Regions from separate parts of the Mus musculus genome. Here region 2 is linked to region 1. A link is a contact called in public HiChIP or PLAC-seq data. All regions are on one chromosome and are shown on one strand. Each heading gives the region's core, a stretch centred on a gene start, on an enhancer-like site or on the middle of the called end of the contact. The rest is flanking DNA. Distances are from core to core; before and after follow the strand shown. Region 1 has its middle 43 kb from the start of Gm26721. Region 2 holds the start of Adgrl1 (adhesion G protein-coupled receptor L1).

Evidence for each region. HiChIP or PLAC-seq counts read pairs in DNA pulled down with a chosen protein or histone mark.
Region 2: a contact with region 1 is called in a CTCF HiChIP or PLAC-seq map of the NIH/3T3 cell line, with 10 read pairs. The contact joins the promoter of Adgrl1 here to the enhancer-like site in region 1. A contact is called at or near these places in 6 of 39 promoter capture datasets (HPC-7-derived erythroid cells, embryonic stem cells, maxillary cranial neural crest and 2 more), 5 of 15 datasets of contacts at CTCF or cohesin (CD8 T cells, the NIH/3T3 cell line and embryonic stem cells), 21 of 484 Hi-C or Micro-C datasets (the C2C12 cell line, the HL-1 cell line, cranial neural crest and 3 more), 5 of 115 datasets of contacts at active chromatin or transcription factors (all in embryonic stem cells) and 4 of 9 other capture datasets (adipose tissue, embryonic stem cells, liver and 1 more).

The regions. Positions count from the first base shown.
Region 1 is chr8:83,854,826-83,858,439 of GRCm38.p6, reverse strand. No RefSeq gene overlaps it. Among named protein-coding and RNA genes, the nearest start is that of Gm26721, 43 kb to the left of the region's middle. Within about 2 kb of position 1,674, at least 15 of the 459 cell types and tissues checked have an H3K27ac peak or open chromatin away from gene starts, as enhancers often do. A contact at or near this core is called in the C2C12 cell line and the NIH/3T3 cell line, where this site is marked.
Region 2 is chr8:83,898,025-83,901,701 of GRCm38.p6, reverse strand. Adgrl1 (adhesion G protein-coupled receptor L1) reads right to left here and starts at 1,604. Exons shown (of 23, transcript NM_181039.2): 1 at 778-1,604. Gm26721 (predicted gene, 26721) reads left to right here and starts at 1,975. Exons shown (of 4, transcript NR_166528.1): 1 at 1,975-2,521.

The DNA of each region.
Region 1 (3,614 bases), core at 425-2,924:
TGCCCCCAGCCCCACCCCCCGTGTGCATCTCTCCTGGGCTGATTTCTAATGGCTTTGGCTTCTCCAACACAATCCAGGCATCATTTTTATACCTTCGTGCAATGGCCTCTCAGGGCCTTCATGCAGGGACTCCTCTGCCACTCACTGCCTAGCCTCAGTGGCTCTCTGAAACCGTGGGGTGGGGGAGGATTCCCTGACATCTTTACTCTTGTATCCTTTATGACCCTAAGGCAGAACCCTGCGGATGACACAGCCAGTTTCTGTTTGGTGCGGATCCACCCTTCAATGACACTTGCAGACTTAGAGGAACTCTTGCTCTGTGTGTGGAAAGCTTAGCTGGGTCCGGTCTTGCCCACAGGGCACCCTTCCCTTTATCCCAGGGTAGATTTGGCCTCTCCTTAATGACACTAATACCCTTAACATCTGCAGTCTCTCTTCTACCACAAGCCTGGCTTGCTGGTGCCCCCCTTTTACCCAAAACCACATGTACAGTTTGTATTTCTTTCTGTTCCATTTGCTCTTTCCCATTGAAGACCTGCATAAGAGTGAAAACCAACAACTATGCAACACAGTTGTCAGTATTAAATTGTCTTGGAAACACACATACACAGACGCATACACACACACACACACACACACACACAGACACACACACAGACACACACACACAAATTAGTCCATTTAAATTTAGCTTCAGGTAATTTCTTGGGATGTGGGCAGAAGGCAGCCAGGTTTTTTGCCCAAATATACCAAGAGCAGTCTCTGGGACTTTTCCAGTGCAGCCTTTGCAGGCTGTCTTCTGGACGTCTACTAGGATGGTCCGGGAGCTCTACGGACACCATTCAACCTCCTTTCTAGTCCAAAGCCCCAAACTCTCCTATTCAAACAGAATGAAACAAAAGCCATGTGGGCACATACTTCACAATCTTGGTACCAACTTCGTTGGGTAGTTTCATGCCAACTTAACACAAGCTGGATTCACTTGAGAAGAGGGGGCCTTATTTGAGAAAATGCCTCCGTAAGGTTTTCCTGCAGGCAAGTCTGGATGTGTTTCCTCCCTTCCTTTCTTTCTCTTCCCTTTCCTTTTTTTCCTCCCCATCCCCCACTCCCCTCAGTGGTTTCTCTGTGTAACTCTGTCTGACCTGGAACTCTCTCTGTAAACCAGGTTGGCCTCATACCCAGAGATTTGCCTTTCTCTGCTTTCTGAGTGCTGGGATTAAAGGCAAGCCTTCTGGTTTGCGTGTGTTCTCTTATTTAATGTTTGAAATGGGAGGGCCCAGCTCATTGTGGGTGATGTCACCATGGACAGGTCCTGGGGTATATTAGAAAGTAGGCTAAGCAAGCCAAGGAGAAAGCCAGTGGGCAGCCTCCCACCACCACAGCTGCCTCTGCATCAGCTCCTGCCTCCAAGTTCTTGCCCTGACTTTTCTGGATAATGAACTACAACCTGTGAGATGAAGTAAACACTTTGTTGTGCCCAGATTTCAAGGTCCCCAAAGACCACAAGGGATCTGAATCCGTATGTAGCAGAGTCCTGTCGAGAGCCCTGAGCCTCAGTTAGGTAGAGGTTTTATACTAGTTGGAGCAAGGAATGGGGTCTATAGCCTAGTTGTTGCCTTATTTGGCAAGGGGTATCTTGGCGCATGGGGATTGATCAGGGATGGCTTCGGCCAACTTGAGCAGTTTATCTACAACATTTGGAATTTTAGGCATTTTCCCTCTATTCCCTGATTGGCTTGGGCCCAGGGCAGTTTCTTCCTGGAATTCTTTGTGGTATTTCTATTAACCAGAGTTCAAACCAGAGACAAGCAGGCCCAAGATGGAGTCAGCTTACAGATCAGAGTTTCCTCTGTTGCCAGTGTTCTTTTCTTCGCCACACTGCTTTTGAACATGTTATTTTATCACACGCATAGAAACCCCAATGAAACCATCAACATTTGTGTTATGGGGTCTGTTGCTGTGATAGAGACCATGACTAAAGCAACTTGGATAGAGTAACAGGAGGTTACATCCACCTGGCCTTTTTGTTCCCTGAAATAATAACCCTGAGACTGCAGGGGGTGTGGGGGAGCAGTGTACAGGAAAAAGTGGGAGAGCGAGCGAGGTGCCACAGATCCCTGCGACTCCTCAGAGTCCTGATCTGCCGTACATGGCATTAGAGCCAAGATGACTCCTGAACACTGGTGAGACAGCAAAAAGGAACCGAGGATAGGGAGGTGACTACTTCCCCAGGCTTCAAAGAAATCCTAAGGGGTGGCGATATTCCCTGCCCCTGCTCCTTCTCAGTTACTTCATCAGGCAGGGCTTTCATTGGGGCATGATGATGGTGTGGCAAGATACGATTGGCTGGGGGTTTAGGGGCATGGATTGGCTTGAATGCTGTATATAGGCTTATGCACTGCTCAATAAACTCAGATCTGCACCCTGATGCTGGTCTTCGGAGTTTGATTCATCTTGTGACTCGGTCGTCTCTTCTCCCCACCCCTCATCCTCAGTCCTGTTTCCACATGAGACTTCTCATATGTGAATATAGGCCAATAGCTTTGGCTCATTCCCTGACAAACTCATAACTTAAATGCCCATTTATTCTAGTCTATATCTCCCATATGTGGTTGGTTACGTCTCCTCAGGTTTATGTGACCGACCATCTACTTCAGCGTTCCAGGGCCAAGCTCTCTGCTTATTCTATGAGTGCCACATGGCTGGTTACCCTCTACTCAGTTTCATGCATCTGTCTTCTCCAGAGTTCTGGGCGAATCTCTCTCACACCTGACTTTATCCCAGAACCTTCTCTCCCTACTGGAACTTCCACCTCCCGTCTTCTGCCTCAGCTCATTGGCCATAGGCTTTTTTATTGACAGGTGTATGCTTTTACACAGCGCACAAGCTGTTCTCTGTACAGGAAAGGAAATGGTTTGTTTGGTTTACAAATCCTGAGGCATGGTACACTGAAGGGAACCCAGGGCAGGAATTCGGGGGGCAGAAATGGAAGCCGAGGCCACGGGGAGGGGGGGCACCACCTCTGACTTGCTCCTTAGCCTCTCATTCAGCTACTTTTCTTACATTTCCCAGGACCACTCACTGGGGGTGGCACCGCCCACGATGAACTGGGCCCTCCCTCATTGATCAGTAATTAAGTAATGCCTACAGACTTGCCTGTGGTCTAATCTGATAGAAGTGGAATCGTTCTCTCAATTGAGGCTCCTCTCTCCAGTTTGTGTCACACTAACAGACACTATCTAGGCTGGGCACCTTCTTTATCCCAACGGTTGAAAATTATGTGCCTCTGGAGGTGAGCATAGAGAGATGCAATGCGGAGCCACGTGCCCTCAAGCCACTAAGCCTTAATGACCTATCAAGGTTAGAACCTGGCCAGTCTGACTCCAGAGTCTCTGATTTATTTCGAGGGTGACATCTGGGGTCCCAGACCAGATGGGAGGTTTGTGAACTGAGGTTGCTTTTGGTGGTGCCCGCTGTCCTGTCACCTCTGCTCTTAGAGGCATGTGTCAGCAGGGGTCAGTTTCCAGTGTCATTCCTCAGAAGCCATCTGCCTTGTTTGTAGAAAAAAGGTTTCTAACAGGGACCTAGGGCCTGCTGGTTCAACTACAACAGCT
Region 2 (3,677 bases), core at 355-2,854, 43 kb before region 1:
TTCTGGCCACTGCATAAGTACACACTACCCTCCCACCACACACACACACACACACACACACACACACACACACACACACACACACACACACACGAACTGGACTTTCATCCCAGGACCCTCAAACGGGACGATGACAACTGAGCCACACAGCTCTATTTCAGGAACACCTGGAAGAGGAGAGAAAGCTCGTTCCGGTAGATCCAACCTGACAGCCTCCATCCGTGCTTAACAGGGTACCACTAACAGAAGATGTCTCACAACTGCACCAGGGTTGCCCAAAGCACCCCTCCGGGCTGAAACTCACTCGACACCCAGACATACCTCTCCCCATACCACCCCCAACCACCATTAGCGCCACTGCCTCCCAGAGAAAAACAAGCCATGTCGGGGGGGGGGGGGGGCTGGCCCAGCATCCTGCGGTGCCAGCCCCCCGACATGGCTTCTCTGGGGAGCCCGGGCCCGCGCGCTGCGCGCACACGCACCCTCTCCACTCACACCCAGACACCTACACAAACAGGGCGCCAAGCACCCGCGCGCACACGCACCGGGGACACGCAGGCACCGCCGCGCCGCTTCCCCACAAAGGCCGGCGCGCGCGCGGGCACACGCAGCCACGCGCGGGCACACTAGCGGTCCCCTCCCCCTGCAGGGCACCCTGCGGCCGCCCATCCGCACCCTCACCAAGCCCCCGGCGGGCGGGGGTAGGGTGCTCCCCGCCCCTCCCGCCGCGCACACCTGGCCCAGGTGCGGCGTGGCCTGAGGCTCCCGCACACTCACCTGTCCAGCGGCGCTTCGGGGTCGGCCGTGCGCGCTCCTCCGGCGGCTCCGCGAAGCCGGGCCCCCCGCCCGGCACATCTCCCGGAGCCCGGCCCAGGGGGAAGCGGGGAGGGGGTGGCTGAGCGAGGGAGGACTCCGTGTCCCTTCTTTCCTCCGGCCCAGCACCGCCGCCACCGACCAAAATTTAAAAGGGAAGGGGTGGGGGGGGGGAGTATAAAAAAAAAAAAAAAAAGGAAAGAAAAGGCGGATCGCGGCGCTCCGGAGGCGGCCCCGGCCCCGGGCGCGCGGGTCTGCGCCCCTCCCGGGGAGCGAGGCGTGGAGGCGGAGGGGCGGGGGCGGCGTCAGAGCTCGGGGGGCTGGGGCGAGGCGGAGCCCCCCGAGGCGGCGCCGGCTGCCCGCATCTCCCCCGCAGCTCCGCGGCCCCGACGGAGGCGGCACGTGTGTGCCCAGGCGACTTCCCAGCGCCCCCGGACGGCAGCGGGCGAAGGGTTAACGCGGCTGCCCGGGCGGCCGCGCAGGCCCCCGCCGCCCGGCGGCGCCGCTCCTGGGCCCGCGCGGCCCCATCCGCCGGGGCGTCTCCGGCAGACGGCGGGGCGGGGGCGTCGCAGCGCCGACTGCTCCCGCGCCGACCGCTCGCGCTGCCCGCAGGGGGCCGGAGCTACACAGCTGGAAGCAGGCGCGGCGGCGTTGCGCCCCCGGGGTGGCCGGAGCAGGGGGCGCGGGGCTGGGCCCGTGGGCACCGCAGGACTCGCGGAGCGAGCGGGCGCGGGGCACCAGCAATGACAAGCCGCCTGCTCTCGGCGCTGCCGGGCCCGCCGGCTCCGGGAGGGGGGCGGCGGACAAGCGCAAAACCTGGCCTGGACTACCCGCCGGGGACTAGTCTCCGCAGCCCTCCCGTGCGCCCCGAGGAAGGGCCCGGAAACCTGGCCTGGAGTTCCACTCGCCTCCCCCAAGGAAAAGTGGGCAGAGGGAGGCGACGCGCTAGATCCCCCTAGTTGGGCTGGGGGGGGGTGGGGTGCGACGGGCGGCAAGAAAAAACGGAACGGACTCTGCAGCCGTGCTGTGCAGAAAGGCGCCTAGCCGGTGAGGGGTAAATGGAGAGCTGTGCAAGGACTGCGCAAAACCTGGTCCGGATTTGGCAGAGAGGGTAGGGACGGGAGGGGCGCGGTGTGGGGGGGTAGGAGTGGGAGGGGAGGTAGCTGCGACAGGGCCAGATGCACTCGAGGCACGCAAATTTCGGTCCGGATTCTTCCAAGGGAGATGGAGTAATGCGTCAGGCCTGTGCGGTGGCAACAAAAAAGACCTGGACCAGAGCGTCTCCCACCCGGGATTGCAGGAGGGCCGGAGGGAGTGCTGCTTAGTGACTGACAAGAGCGTAGGCTGTCCCCCATCTTCCTAACAGCGACGTGGGGTGGGGAGGGACAAAATGAGGGCTGGACTGAGGTATGGAAGGATCCCGCGCGCTGGCTGCAACAGAGCCGGCAGGTAAAAGCAGTATCTGGATCCTGGGTGATGCGACAGGAAGGGGATGTGGTGTGGATCCCGCTACCCTGGGAGACCAGACCTACAATAAAAAAATAAATAAATAAATTAATTAAAAAAAAAAACGAGGGAGGGACGCAAAGCCAGGACTGGAGCGTAGGTAGGATGGGATGAGAACAGCCCCCCTCCCCCAAACAGAAGAGAGAGCCTTGGCAACCGGACAGGGTCCTGGAGCTGACCAGGCTGCAGGAGCGGAGGAGAGGTTAGTATCTATAAACGCCTCAAGCGTCTGGTTTTGGAGGGGGTGGGTAGGGAAGAAAAAAAAAATTGAATTTTAGGTTGATGGCGAGAGCAAAAGCCCGGTGCAGATTTCCACAACGTAAGAACTACACTGCAGGTGATGGACTCGGAGAAGTAGGGCAGCGGATCGGACTTAGATTCCTAGGCTTTGGACTTAGTGAGTGAAGCCAGAGGCTGGGTTCAGCCCCCCAGCTACAGATGAAGCCTAGGATTGCTTCTCTAGATGGGAAAGGGGGTCGACCTGGCCCAAATATCTGGAGCCAAAGCTACCACTGCCTAGACTTATAGTTTATTTGTTTTTTTGGTTTTTTTTTTTTTTTTTGGTGGGGGGAGGCTATAAAGCTGAACCCGGGGCCAAAACCAGGCACTTAAGCAATATAGACAACTCAGTGCGGGGGTTGGGGTGTGGGTTCAGGGGAGCGGAATCCAGAGAGGTAAGAACAGAGCTTGGAAGCTGCCGCGCTGAGAATCCGTTTTACGAAGGATGGGTGCAACTCTTAAGATTGATGGCTGAGGAGAAGCAAAAACTGGGCTTGGATCCTTGGGGAAGGGAATCCACCCAAAAGCAGCCTAAATACCGAATCCGGCAGCTTATTCAAGTTCAACGTCCAGCTGAATGTTAGCACTGCCTTAGGAGTGCAGATAAACCCTGATGTGGATTTTTCAGAGAATGTGATGTGCTGAGGTTAGAGCAGGAGGTGTGGGGTGGGGTGGGGGATGGGGTGGGTTAAAAGTCCATCTCAGTGTGCATGGAAGGTGCTGTTCTGCCTGCTGAGTGGGTTAAAGTCAGGAAAAGGTTTGAGAGTGGAAGAACTTGGGTGGGTCTTGAATAGGAACAAAGATTATCCACAAAAGCCTTAATGTATAGGCCATTAACCTGTTCCCAAAAAACCCTTCTATGTAGCTCCTCCTGGTGGGAGATTGGGCGGGGAGGCACCGTTGCGTGGACAGGGAAAAGGGGCCACTACCAAAAATTTCATTCCTACTTCTTTAAAAGACACACTTCTCTTCCAGGATTAAGGGTCCTTGGTTCTTCAAAACCAAACTTCAGGGAGGAGTACTTATGTGAGGTGCTACCCCCACCCAGGGAAGACTCCATGTTTGAAGAGTGTCAGCTA